Regions from separate parts of the Mus musculus genome. Here region 2 is linked to region 1. The links are chromatin contacts, called in public promoter capture Hi-C maps. All regions are on one chromosome and are shown on one strand. The core of a region is the stretch at or near the end of the contact, and the rest is flanking DNA. Distances in the headings are between cores, read along the strand shown. Region 1 overlaps Zc3h12d (zinc finger CCCH type containing 12D). Region 2 overlaps Gm46210 (a long non-coding RNA gene).

The links. Promoter capture Hi-C pulls out the DNA fragments that hold promoters and counts their contacts.
Region 2: a promoter capture Hi-C map of pre-B cells shows a contact between it and region 1, with 5 times the contacts expected there. The contact joins two enhancer-like sites.

Annotation. Positions count from the first base shown.
Region 1 is chr10:7,836,401-7,843,780 of GRCm38.p6, forward strand. It overlaps Zc3h12d (zinc finger CCCH type containing 12D), which reads left to right. Exons shown (of 6, transcript NM_172785.3): 2 at 3,365-3,748. The coding sequence starts at 3,435. Mir5104 (microRNA 5104) reads left to right here; the gene lies at 1-74. Among named protein-coding and RNA genes, the nearest start is that of Mir5104, 3.7 kb to the left of the region's middle. Within about 2 kb of position 3,366, at least 66 of the 459 cell types and tissues checked have an H3K27ac peak or open chromatin away from gene starts, as enhancers often do. A contact at or near this core is called in pre-B cells, where this site is marked.
Region 2 is chr10:9,904,900-9,912,279 of GRCm38.p6, forward strand. The region is part of intron 1 of Gm46210 (a long non-coding RNA gene); the gene reads left to right. Among named protein-coding and RNA genes, the nearest start is that of Gm46210, 7.3 kb to the left of the region's middle. Within about 2 kb of position 3,217, at least 86 of the 459 cell types and tissues checked have an H3K27ac peak or open chromatin away from gene starts, as enhancers often do. A contact at or near this core is called in pre-B cells, where this site is marked.

The DNA of each region.
Region 1 (7,380 bases), core at 2,116-4,615:
CTCTCTAGCTCCAGAGAGCACGGTTTTATAACCAATTGTTCTGTGCTAGTGAGGTGGCTCAGCAAGGAAGGGCACGTGCTGCTAAGCCCAACAACCTCGTTTTCATACCCAGGTACCACACTGGCCAAACGAGAGAAGAGGGTCTTACAAGATGTCCTCTGACTGCCACTGAGCACTCTAGCACACAGCACACAGCACACACACACACATAGATACATATACACACACAGACACACACCTAGACATATATACACATATATACCCAGAGAGAGACACACACACAGACATATACACACATATGCACACACAGATACACACACATACACACATACATACCTCCCCACAGACATACACACACACACATGGGCATACACACACAGACACACACACACACACATAGGCACAAATACACACACACACACACACAGACAGACATGCAAATGTAAACAAACAAAAAGCCAAACCCAAAGCAATCAGTGGCACTTATTTGGGTTTATGACTTTCTACTTTCTTTCTTTCTTTATTTCTTTCTTTCTTTCTTTCTTTCTTTCTTTCTCTCTTTTTCTTTCTTTCTTTTTTTTTTGGGTCTGTTTTCCAGAGTAGGTTAGGAGCAGGTTGAGATTAGAGCGTGCTTTGTTTTGTTTCTGTGGAGCCAGTGTGAGTAGGTAATCAGTAAGTTTGCTCCATGGAGCAAGAGGATGGGACAGTGTCAGTGTGTGTGGAGGGCAGGGTGGGTACACAAAGTCTCCAGAAAACAGAGTTAATGACTCACTGGATGTGGAAGTCAGGCATCAAAGGGGACACTGGAGTATCTCCTTTGGGGCCGCTAGAGGATGCTGTTCTGTGAGAGTTACAACTCAAGGAAAAATGTGTGGGAAGAGAGGAAGACCCCTGCTTAGACCATCAGAGGGAACCAGAAGATGGCCTAGTCGGCCATCAGTGGAAAGAGAGGCCCATTGGTTGTGCAAACTTTATCTGCCTCAGTACAGGGGAACACCAGGGCCAAAAAGTGGGAGTGGGTGGGGGAGTGTGTGGGGGACTTTTGGGATAGCATTGGAAGTGTAAATGAAATAAATACCTAATAAAAAAAGAAATTTAAACAACAACAACAAAAAACCCCAAAAGCAAAACAAAACAAAACAAAACAAAACAAAACAAAAACCCATTGAACTAGCTATATCAGGTGCCACTAAGCGATGGTGACTCCGAGGCAGACGGGCCAGAACGATTGAGTCTCTTGAGAAGAATAACTAACAATCTGCGTGAGGGGGTCACGAATGTGCTGTGCTGTGGTAGGTGGCATGGCTGAGCTCCTGTTAGGTCTGTAGAGTCCAAGAGGATGCCTCTGAGTGCTATGTGCCCCGAAATTTAAAGTGCAAAGCAAAACAGAGAGAAGCGCATCTTTTGGGAACATCCTGAAATATTTAGATATGAGGAAGAGATTCATTTCACTCTGAGTAAGGACTAGCTGAGCCACTGGTAGGTAGTGAGGTGGCCGAGGTCAGAGCCACAGGGCAACACAGCTGTTCTGCAGGCTCAGGAACTTGGCGTCCTTTCTGTAGTCACTAGGGGTTGGGGTAGATGGAAATATGGTTAGATTTTTGTTGATATAATTCTGGGTCCAAGCCAGAGGGCTTGCACAGAGGCAGAGTGGGAGCAAACATTCTGGGGCAGCAGTAGAGGTCTCTCTGTCTAGAAGGTTGTACTTGAAACGCTCTGTGCTTGGCAGCCTCTGACTTAGTCTGTCCCGGTTCCTGCCCTGGAAGGACAGGTCTTCAGAAGCACGTGACAGCCAAGTGGGAGGCTAGCCCAGAAGCACACCTCCTGCTAAGGATTCATACAGAAGATTGGGTTGCAAAGGTGAAGAGTCCATAGCATTGGGAAGGGGGTGGGGCAGTGAAAGGAGCATGCGCAAGAATCTTCAGTAAGCAGCATCTGTAGCAGTGGAAAAACAGGAGTCGGACTAAAATTTGCGTCATTCGGCGTATGGTTAACCCTAAAGACCATCATTCATTCATTCATTCATTCATTCACCATCAAGTTTGATTCTGGGCATACAACAGCCAGATCATGGAAACTGGCGGGACAAGATGTTCAATCTGAGTTTTAAAGGACAAAGGCAAGCTGCTGACTAACGATACACACAGCTCGGCATCATGCATGCAAAAATAAGCCAGAGGCAACCCCAAGACCATATCCGTGTGTCTCTATTAAATGCAGGTGGGTGCAAAGAGAAAGCGCTGGAGTCGTGCGTAGGAGGCGCTGGAGGTGTAGAGCTTGTTTTATACCTTCTTTCTACTTCTGCGCTGTTGGGCTCCTTTATGGGGACTAGGTTTTCATGGATCATCTGTATAGTTTTACACATTTTTGAATGGTGTCAAGTTTCTGTGACTAGCAGAGAGTCCCGGAGTGCCCTGAGTATTCCATTTTCTCCCTTTGAACACAACTGTCAGGTGCAGGCTCTTCATTGTCACCTCTACACAGGAGATATGACAGGCCATGCTGAGTGTCCCCAGAGGAAGAGCCCAATATGAGTCTGGATTGTTTATTTTTAAGGTTAAGTGTAATCTGAGTCAGTCAATTGAGCTAGACTGCAGAGTTGGGTTCCCGGGTAGCCTTGCCTGTCTGGGAGGGGCCGGCCCCCTTCTGTGAGTATTCTCTTGTGGGTGAGCCAGCAGCCTATACTGCCTGCCAGGATTGCTATAACCAGGACCGATGTAGCCATTTTGGCAAGCAAGGGCTGACACAATAGAAAGCCACTGTGTTCTGGAGGCTGCAAGTTCTAGATCAAAGAGTCAACAATGTTGGTTCCTTCCCTGGTCTCACGCCCTAACCTGCTCACAACCACAGGAGTCCCTCCACCCTCCTAAGCTAATATGTGTGTGTGTCTAAAGTACCTTGTCTCTTCTTGTAGAGCATCTGTTTAGGGTGAAGGTATGTCCCCAAGGACCTGATTTGAAAGGTCTTTTTCTCCAAATACTGTGACACCCGGAGGTATTGGTGCTAACCACTTCAGTACAGAAATCTGGGTGGATGGCATCTTGCTCCTAACAGAGTCTCTAAAAAGGTTTGTCTGGTTTGGTGCCCTACTTGGCTCTTGCCACCCTGGGCCCTGGTTAACTTTCCCTGTACAGGCACACAGGAACAAAGGCATCAGAGAATACACTAAAAGTAAAAGAGGCATAATTGCATCGGTGGCTTGCCAGCCACACCAAGCAAATGAAAATCCCCAAGGGGACCTGGAGCCACATGATTTCCTGATAGATAACGCCACGAGGGAGGAGCACGCTGCGTGCCCTTCTCACCCGGTAGCCTGCCTGCCAGGCTGCTCGGCAAACACCTGACGACTGTTTTTTCATTTTAGCTCATGCCTGTGCTGTTCTGCCAGGAGGAAGCTTGGGGCAGGAGCCGGGCCAAGCAACAGCTGGCACAATATGGAGCATCGGAGCAAGATGGAATTTTTCCAGAAACTGGGCTACAGCCAGGAGGACGTGGTCAGGGTGCTGGGCAAACTGGGTGACAGTGCCTTGGTCAATGACGTGCTTCAAGAGTTGATCCAGACCGGCAGTCGCCCAAGGGCCCAGGAGGATCCAGCCAGTGGCACCGGGGTAGTGCTGATTCCCCGGGGATGCTGCGGGGTCCAAGACTCTGCCCAGCAGGGCCTGGGACCAGGCCTAGAAGAGGCTGGCGGAGATCCAGCCCGCTTCCTGCGGCCCATAGTGATCGATGGCAGCAATGTGGCTATGAGGTAGCATCTTTGGTTTCCTTCATCTTATTACTGAGCGCTGGGGCCAGAGACCTTGTTATCAGGAGTCCTGGGAAACATTTCCTCTCTGTGGTTTGGTTCAAAGAGTTTTAGGACTGATGGATGAATTTTTAAAAACTATTCTACAAATCAATAGGTTTCCTAATGGCATAGTCATACATGTATGTCACATGCTTGGCCCACACTTTCTACTACCCCTCTTGTCTCTTCTCCTTTCTTCCCACTGGTCCCCTCCCTCCTCAACAAATAGTCCCCTTATCCTTCCCTGCTATATATATATATATACACACACACACACACACACACACACACACACACACACACACAATATATAAAGTGAGATTCCATATATATGCCATCTCCGACTTTCTGAGTCTGGCTTCTATTGATTAAGATGAATCTTAAGTATTATTGTTTTCCTGCAAACGACATAATCATCATTTTTTAAAATGTATATGCCATTGTGTATACACATTACATTTCTTTTAGTCTCCAGACTAAAAAGACCCTTTAATTATTTATTAAAATCCATACATCTCTGCAGAGAAGCAATAGTAATTGTGCACATATATGGCATAATACGTATCATTGTAAGCCATTCATGGCTTTGAAAGTAGATGGGCCCCAGATCCAGGCCTGCAGGAAAAACTAAAAAGTAGATTCCCATCAGTTCTGCAGATACCTGGATTTTAACCCAAAAACTCCTCTCAGGCTTCAGAAACAAAAGCTGCTCCAGAAACAAAAGCACACTAAGACGTGGTATTGTGAGCCATCAAATGACAGCAGGTGTTAGCCTGCAGGGACCATCTGGAAGGTAACTTTCCAGTAGTTGCAGGGGGGAGGGGGTCGTAGTGAGGAACAGCTACCCAAAGTCAGGCTACTGTTCTCTATGAGCAAAGGCATGGGTATCTGGACTGACTCTATGACCCACATACCGTGAGGAGGGTTTTGGCAGAGATGGGTGTGAAAGCTGATGCTGTGCTTGGTTTAGGTTCTTCTGGGTATACATACCAGAGGCAGTACAGCTAGAGCAAATGCTAGCTCTCATTTTACTTTGTTGGGTTCCTTCTCTCTCTCTCTCTCTCTCTCTCTCTCTCTCTCTCTCTCTCTCTCTCTCCCTCTCCCTCTCTCTCTCTCTCTCCTTTCTTTCTCCTAGATCAGACTTTCAAACCCTGTTCTGTATCTTGGTAGCTGTGTGAACCAGGCAAATTGCTCTCTGGTTCTGTGATGTGGAATCAACCCTTCCTAGTAGGGAGCTAGGAAAAGTGCCTGTTGTAGCCTGCTCAGCAAGTTGATGCTAACCATGCTCACAAGAGGAGCAGCTTTCTTCAGAAGGAACGAAGCAAGTGACAGACAGGAGCCCAGGGTTAGGTGTTGGCAGATAGGGCTCCTTCTATGGAGTCTGTCCCCAGCCAGCTGTGTTATTCTGGAAAGGCGAGAGTACTCGGTTCCTCTCTGTGGAGAGCAGGCCGGTAGATCTCCACCTTTAGGGCCTGAGAACCAGAAGTGCTTAGGTTGTGCTCAAAGCCCTCTGCTTGGGGCCGGTGGTGAGGCAAGGCTGCAGTTCTTGTGTGTCTGCTCCCATCTTGAGCTGCAGACGGGGCCAGGTCAGTCTTTGTAACTTGGCTTCTTCCTTGTGTGCAGAGATTCCAGCTTGATGGCGCGTGTGGCTATTGTGCCTGATCTGGCAAAGCTCCGCTGTGGCCCAATCTCCCAAGATTCCACCCTCAGTGCTGGGTGAGGAGGGCATTGCGCAAACTTGGCTGAGTTACAGGCGGGCAGAGGGCAGAGTCATAGGAAATAGCTCACTCACAGCTATAAATACTCGCACTTCCCCTTTTAAAAGCTGAGTAGGAATTCCGAAAAGCAGTTATCAGCGGCTCCAAACATGTCGACAAGCATCTGAGGCTCCCCCCAGGGATCTGAGCTCACTTTGAATTTGGCAGTGTAGGACAGAAGTTTGGAATGGTTCAGCCCTGTGGGTGTCCCCACGCGCCCAGCATGGTGTGCCTTAAGAATATGCCCCCCCCCCCCCTTTTATCGGCTAGGTTTGCCCACAGGGATAGTATCAAGTGGTGATGGAGCCCCTGGCTCCTACTGTGCATTCGCGCTTTCGCTGTCTCTCCTACGCCCCTTTTCGGCAGCAGACGGGAAACCTACGACATCTTGGTCTGTGAGGTGTTAAAGAGACAATGTTAGGGCGTTTCTATTGCTGTGATGAGACACCATGGCCAGAAATAATTCGGGGAGGAAAGGTTTAATTGGCTTTCAGGTTACAGTTCATCTCAGGAGAAGCCAAAGTGGAAACTCAGGGCAGGAACTCAGAGACAGGAACCGAAGCAGAGGCCAACGAGGAATTCTACTTACTGGTCTGTTCTTCACAGCTTCCTCAGCCTGCCTTTTTGTTTTGTTTTGTTTTTTTTTTAAATACACACCAGGACCACTTGCCCAGGATATCAATACCCACAAGGTCTAGACCCTTCACATTAACCTCTGACTAAGAAAATTCCCCATAAATTTGTGTATAAATCTGTCTGACAGAGGCATCTTCTCAACTGTGGTTCCCTTCTGTCCCTAACTTGTCAAGTTGAGAATAAACTAGCCAGGACAGAGGCTTGAGAGAATCCAGTGGCCAGTGAGGTTGCTCAGCTGATAAAGATACCTGTTGCCAAATCTGAAGACCTGAGTTTTCTCCCTGAGACCCACGTGGTAGAAAGAGAAACGGGGAGTAATGCTAGCTGTCCTCTGACCTTCCCACGTATGACTGTACCAATCAATAAGTGTAAATTAAAAATGTTCTAGCAGCCTTAGAAAGTGCAGGGGAAGAGATACCTGACTTCTGCGTGATCTGGACAAAGCTTACTAGGCAGTGATTGAAAAAGGGTCTGATTGTAGGCATCACTAACCAAATCAAAGCCCATGTCAGCCCCAAGATGGAACAAGTTCCCAAGTTTGAGAGAAAGTGCTGGAGTGGCCATATCACAAACAGACTACCTCAGGAAGAAGCATTCTCCTTGGGAATCAGAGAACACTGTTGAAAATGAGGCTAGAGAGCTCATGGGTTTTTTTGGGGGGCTGGAGGATGGAACTCTGCTGCAGTCTGGAATTCAAACTGAAACTACATCTTCTATCTGTACATGACAACATGACTATGAAGTAAGTGTCTTAGGTCAATCTATTCAGTACTACCACTGCCACCCAACCCTCCCACTGTAGTCAGTTTTATCTTCCCACGCTTAATCTGTGTGGGTTGCAAATGGAAACCCTCACACAGACTCACTGCAAAAAACATGTCAACGTCTAAGTGTTTTCCTATACTTTCTGTCTACCAAATACTTCAGTGTGAGTGTGTGTGTGTGTGTGTGTGTGTGAATGCTCACGCGTGCACATGCACACACACACACACACACACACACACACACACACACACACACACTTCTTTGCTCCTTGGATCCTAGGGAGAAGAACAAATAATATAACAACCCCTTGACTATGGACTGTAATTAATTTCTCTTAAAGGCCAAGTTCTAAGAGCACAGAGGAGGTCTATGTAGATTCTCTGCCCCTCCACTGTGCCCTCCAGGGGACAGTTTGTTCCCAGGGCCAACCAGATC
Region 2 (7,380 bases), core at 1,967-4,466, 2.1 Mb after region 1:
ACTCTCCATTCCTTCCCCTTTTGTGGAAATTAGCTAAACAGACTTCACCTTTTACAATCAAGTCTTTTAACAACAATTCAGATCCTCACAGAGTCAAAGAATGTGTGGCTGTGTAGCCATTCTCCACTGGCCACTTTTAGTTCCTCCTCTCGATTCTCCTTCATTTCAAAGGCTACTGCAGTAATCCAGCCAGGGCTGGTAACTTGAGCCAGGAGGGCTATAGTGGTAATAGTGGAAATTGTCAGTCAGATTCTGAATTGTATTTTAATACTAGTACCAAGGGGGATTTGCTGATGGCATAGAGAGAGAAAAAGGAGCAAGGCATGCACCTCAAACTTCAGCTGGAGCACGGCAAAGCTCGTTACTGTAGCTTACTTTCCACAGTTATGCCTTATGGGTAGGTAATTTCCAGTCACTCCTTAAGTGTACCTTAATGGACTTCACAACACAATTGGTTAAATGAGCAAGCCGTGCCTGAGCACAGCAAGCAGGATCTACTGCATGGCGGTCTTGGTCCAGCTCTCTCTAACCTCTCCAGAAATACAGATCAGACAGACTTTTAACTCAGACGTCAGAAGCCTGCACAGTACCTTTGCCACTCTAACATTTTTCCAAGGTATCATTAAGCTCTAAGCAAAAATGTGTCATAAAGACCAATTAGGTCAAGTGATGAGATAATTCCAAAAGTACAAAGCAAAACTAACAGAAGGAGCCATTTATGTGCCTTTGTATATGGTACAAAAGAACAATCTTGTCACGTTCTCTCTGTAGGACTCCCTTAGGTGATTGGTTCTTCAAGTTCTCAAGTATTTCAAATGTCATTTCTACAATAGGAATCATGTTTGATAACAAATGTGTATCTCACTATATTTTAATTAAGGTACCTTATTTTGAGATTTAAAGATTGCATTTTGAGCACTTTGCTCAATTTTATCCCAAGGATGGCTTTGCTTCTAAATCACTCAGGAAAATTAGATTTAAGAGCTGAAGGGCTGGCAGCAAAGTATCTCATATAATTAACTCACATGTCGTAGCAGAGCAAGCTCTGAGCACAAGTTTAATTTAATTTTATTCCCCTGGCCACACCCTTACTGTCCACTGGAAGTTCATCCCTCGTGGAACCTGTTTGACAATGATGCTGTTGCCTGAAACAAAACCCACAGGAAAAGGAAAATTCCCCAAGCCAAGACAGTGCGCATCACATCAGGGCCTTTTGTTGAGCATCCTGGAGCCCTGTGCCCCTCACAAGTGCACACACTCTCTTTTCACAGGCCTCTCACATGGCCATTCATGTTCTTGTGCCTCTCTTGTGCTCACAGGCCTCTAACCTGACTCTGAAGCACCCACCCCTTTAGAAAGCCTCAGCTCACTTGGCTGCTCATGCATCCCGCCTGTGCCTCTCACAGTGCTCATATGCCTCTCCTCTGACTGGAGCTTGCCTCTCCTCAACCCTGCCTCTCAGGATCACTCACAATCCTCACACACCTCTCATGTGCCTCTGCTGCTCAGCGTTGAGCTAGGAAGAAGAGGCTGAGGAGACTTTGATCTGCCCAGAAAGGACCCGAATCCATCTGATGTTGTATTACACACCTGGCACTTCATGCCATCATGAAAAAGCATACCCAAGTGTAAACAAAAACTTTCTAATTGAATCTTTGAATCCAACTTCAGCACTAAAAAAGAAAAAAAAAATCTGTTAGGCCCAGTCAGGATGTTAAATGTGAATCTGAGGTAATTATCCACTCAGCTGTCTCCCTCACCACTCTGAAAATTTTAATGCATTGTTTACTGGGTGGGGCTTTGGGGGAGTTGTGGGGGTGTAAAGGGACACAGGGAGCATTTTCTATGGCTGGCATTTGGAGACCAGAGGACAATCGAGTGGTTCAGGGATTCAGACCCAGGTGGCCATGCTTGTCAGCCAGTGCTTTAACTTGGGAACCTTGGTGGCTCTGACTTTTCATGTTAGGTCTTATCTTATGTAGCATCATTTACTCCATTAGCTAATATCCTTAAGTAATTAAGGGGATAAATTATAAATAGCCTGGGAACCCAAAGGATATTCTTTACAGAAGACAGAGAAGGACCACAGTTGTTTTATCTGGGAGTAGTTTAGTCCAAGCTTGTTCTTGTTCCATAAATCATCCAGAAAGAAAATAACTATGATTTAAAAAACATAAATGCTTAAAGTCCCCAAAGCAAAGGGATATGGATAGTCAAGTACCCATATGATTTCCAAAGAGAGGGACTATAATGTGAGTCTTAGTGTTTTTATGTTTACAACCAACAGGCTGATGCTTTGTGCTTTATTCCACAACAGTCTGCTGCGTGAAGACTATGTGGCAGGTATATTGTGAATATTGTGAAATTTCACGGTCATGATAATATAACAAAATTGACTTGGGGCATCCTACAAGAGAGCATTAAACCATTAGGAAAGCAAAAATCCTTAAAAGATACAGCAGAACCCAGACATAACAAAGCATTTTTTAGTTTTTGAGGATCGTTATTATTTATTTTGTAGTCTCCATGACAACACTCTCTCCCTTGCCATGAAGGTATGTGTCTTCATGGGCCTTTTCTCCCAGAGAATGAGTTCCCTTAAGGGCAGCACCCTAAGACAGGAACCAGGTAGGCTGGGAGATGGATACTAGAAAGATTCTGTTCCCAACTATTCATCCCAAATCAACCACTTTAGTCCACCATGACTATACAATTCCCTGAAGACTTGATCTTTTGAAGAAGCCACAAATGTGGTTTCTCTTCATTTCCTCATAACTGTAACGAGGGTGCTAATGTGGCTTTGTTATTGCAGTATGTGAACATGTTGAAACTTTCAAATTGGTTAGTTCCTATCCAGCTTTCGGCATGGGCTACAGAACCTCTTTTGAGCTCTCATGATCCATGTAGCCCCAGCCTATAGGGAGGTTAAAAAATAAAAAGGAAAAGGGAATAAAAATCAATAAATAAAAGTAAGAGAGATTCCTAAATTTCCTGTTGCTGTTCCACATTACTTTGCAGAAGTAGAGCAGCACTTTTGAGAAGTCCAGGGTAAAACCAGTAATTCCAGACTGGATTTCAAGCCAAAAACCTTTTGCTCAGGGCCAATGTGTTTGTGAAGAAAAATAGAACATTGTAAAGTATTTAGTACCACTGTGGGTCACATCTATTGATGTGTAATGGCCTCTGACCTCTGCGGTTTCCAATATTTCATATTTAGTTCTAAGTCATGAAGTTGGCTTCCTCTTCCTCTAATTTAAAGTAGTATTTTTCCAGGGCCCTTGTACAGTTCTGAAAGGAATGTGTAGCTTGGCTGAATGGCACTGCGTGCTGTCAACACAGGAGCTCCTTGGAAGCCACTGCTTCTTTTCTTGTTCTTTAGCCAGAACCGTTCTGCTTGCTCATGCTGAGAACACGTGTTAAATTCAGGAAACTGGGAGGAAGCTTGTGAGAACATTATCGTCATCCCAAAGTCCAGTGGTTTCCTGTAAAAGGACTTTTTCATTGCAACTGAAACTAAGGGGGGGGGGTACCTACCTGTGACAATATTAGTGCCAGGGTGTACCCGTCAGCTCTTCCCCGGGCGGCTGCTGTTCACCTACCTCACTCCCATGGGTTTCTATTCGTATTTCTTACATCATGTAATAATGGAGAGAGCTTAGTCCACTGAAGTAAAGATACAGGGACCTTAGCTAAACAGTCAGAGAAGTCATGCAACAGTAAAATTTCTGTTTCTTTGTTGGAAAACTGAAGGCACAAATACCTACCTAAGGGAGGCATTGTGAAAATGGAGTCAGAGTAGACGTTTCCTCACACGAACCCAGTGACTTGTAGTAAGATTGAATGGTGGGTATTCACATTATTGTCTAATGTCTATAGCCAGGCTGGGGCAGTTTTATTCCGTTCTTATGACTTACAAATTGCCTAAATGTGGATGGCTCCCAAATCTGTATGCCTGAACAAACCTCTTCCCTGAACCCCAGATTTGATTTATAAAGCCTCTTTCACATCTCCATTTGGATCGTCAGAAGACATTTAAAATTTAATGTTCCAACTAAATCCATCATTTCCAACTGCAAACAGTACTTTATACCTCCCACAATCTTTCTTTCTGTATGTGCCCTTTCGAATGTTTAGGCTCATGCCAGTCTACTCTGAGGGCCTGCTCCCTTACACCCATTCATAGCTTACACACACACACACACACACACACACACACACACACACACACACACACCTACCTCTATAAAGTTCAGTAGCAAGTGTTCCCAGCTCTTCCATTACTTTATGTCCAAAATTTAACAAAGTCTCACCACCATCCCCTTTAGTCTAAGCCAAACCATTTTTCTTCTGTATTTTAGCAGCTTACATGAAACTAACCCCTGTTGTCCAGTCTGAAAAAAAGAAACCCACGTAACTGTAAGGCAGATTATGTTCCACTTATAGTAAACATCCCTGAGACCGTTTTATCTCCCCGTAAATAAAGGTCAAAGTTCTTCAAACAGACCTAGATAGGCCAGGCAGGATCTGTACTCTTCCCTGCCCTCTCTCCTCTCACTCTTTCTCACATGGGGACACTTGCTCTCTTGAAGACAAGTGTACTTGCATCTTAAGGGTTGCTCCCTCTGAGTAAACCAGAGGTCAGCAATTGTCTTATCGGTTAGGCGGATATTAAATATTTTCATTGTTTTGGAGCCTGTATTTCCTGAATGGCAACGAATCAACATTGTCAAAGCTGCCATAGGCAATGTGTAAATGACTGAGAATGGGGGACCTCCGGTGACACTTGATGAGGAGGGGTGGCTGGACTGAACTTGGCCCACCCGACGCTTACAGCAGATACTTTCATGATGTATCCCTACAAGTCCGTCCTGTGCTTTACGGATTATCACAGGCTGATAATATTACAAAGATAAGTAGATTCATCTTATTAATTAGCTTTCTTTGACCTTTTCCTTTTAAAATAGGAATAATCTGCTTGTGCACACACAGAGAGACACCAAGCCCAGCTCTTCCCAGCTCCACACAGTACTTTTACCCCATTGCATTTTTCTCCTTAGCACTGCTATCTGAAGCACTATGCATTTATGTGTAAGGGATTTGGTTTCTTTTTTTATTGCATCCCTGGGACAATTATTAGGACAGAATGAATTAGTAGACTTTGGACTAAAAGACACAACATCCTACACCTTTCAATCTAAGCCAATCTAACCCACTACTCGGTTGACAAACATTTCTCTGAAATGGCAAGAAAATAAGGTCTGCTGTGGAGAGCAAGTCACGTAGTAAGTGCAAAGGAATAAATGACTATTGCAGGTTACAGAAGCTCACTCCTGATTGCTATTACCCCCATTGCACAATTCACATCAAAACACTTAATACCAGTGTCTAAAGAATCAAAGTAAGTCTCCATTTTCATTTCTGATTTTGTTAACTTGGATACTGTCTCTGTGCCCTCTGGTTAATCTGGCTAAGGGTTTATCTATCTTGTTGATTTTCTCAAAGAACCAGCTCCTGGTTTTGTTGATTCTTTGTATAGTTCTCTTTGTTTCTACTTGGTTGACCATATCCAGTGGATAGGCACAGCCCCCAGTTGAGGGATGGGGCCACCCACCCACCTACCTGAAAAATATTAATCCAGAATTCATCCTTCCAAAAGGAAATGCAGGGACAAAGAGTAGAGCAGAAACTGAAGGAAAGACCATCCAGTGACTGCCCCACCTAGGGATCCATCCCATCTGCAGACATCAAACCCAGATACTATTGATGATGCCAAGAAGTGCTTACTGAAAGGAGCCTGGTATAGCTGTCCCCTGAGATGCTCTGTTGGACCAATACAGATGCAGATGTATACAATGAAACATTGGACTGAGCGTGGGGACCCCAATGGAGAAGTTAGGGCAAAGACTATAGGAGATGAGGGGTTTGCAACCCCATAGGAAGAACAATATCAACCAAACAGACACCCCCAAAGTTCCCAGGGACTAAACCACCAATTAGAGAGTACATTACACGGGGGGGTGGGGGGGAGACCCACAGCTCCAGTTGCATATGCCTTATCTGGCATCACTGGGAGGGGAGCCCCTTGGTCCTATGGCAGCTTGATGACTCAGGATAGGGAAACACTAGGGAGCAGCGGAAGGAGTGGATGGGCGGTTGGGGGAGCACCCTCATAGAGGCAGGAGGAGGGGGGTAGGGGGCTTGAAGAGGGGAAACTGGGAAGGGAGATAACGTTTGAAATGTAAATAAATAAAATAAGCAATAAAATAATGAAAAAGTGATTACTTTGCTTCCAGATTAAAAAAAGAAGAAGAAGAAAGTAATATTGCTGGTTTACATAAATGCCATAAATATTTCTGAGATAAAGGAATGAGATGAGAGCCATCCCCAAGCTGTGCAGATGCACCACTTGGGCTGAGCTCAGAGCATTTCTTTTCTGTTCTAACTATGCCTAGGCATAGGGCTGGCAGCGTCCATACTATCTAATATTCCAAGCTGACTGATTCAATCCAGCCTCTTTCAGCTTCTGACTGAATTGCTCTGCTTAGCTTCATACTAACTTTAGCGGTTTGTTCTAATCTTCTGGCTCCTTCTCATTCTCTAGATCATCTGTCTTCCGTGTCTAGCTTGTTCTTTCTGAAACCTGTCTCTGTACAACTGGCCTCCTGTTGCTCTTAAGTAGCCTCTTTCCCATGCTGTTCTGGTGAGAGTTGGGAAGATCCAACTTTTGACTCATTCTGTCAGATCTTACTCTGATGTGTCACTTTGTCTGACCCTCAACTAGATGCCAATTTAAACATGGCTGCTTCTTTCTACAAACTTACCTTACCTCCATTGTTAGGGGTTAAAGGTGTGGACTAAGGGTATGTCTTTAGTGTAGCCAGATCTTACTATAATCAAGGTCATGTCTTCATTCCTGTGGGATCAAGTGGACCTAGAAGATCTTTGAATGTGATCCCTTCCCAGAGCAGCCACATTTCTGGATTAAAATTCCATCTACTGATTTATGTTCACACTTCTGGCCATCCTTTATGTCTAACTTTACATCTTCAGAAATAATTTGTATAGTCAGTGGGATTGCGTCTCCTTTTCACCAACTATCACCCAATAATTCAAGCATCCACTACAAAGACCAAACACAGGCAAGCTCCCATGCTATCATTTAAGAAATGTAGGTTATTAAATTTTCATGAGCTGATCCTACAGCAGTATCACAGACCCACCTGTTTCTGTCAGTAATTCAACCTGAAAGCTATCAATTATATTTTAAGTGGAATGATCATACATCACAATATTATTTACTGTTTCTGCCTAGTACACAGGGGAGTCCCTGTGCTGATTTTAATATGAGTTTTTATTACTTCTAAAGTGATCAAGTTTCTG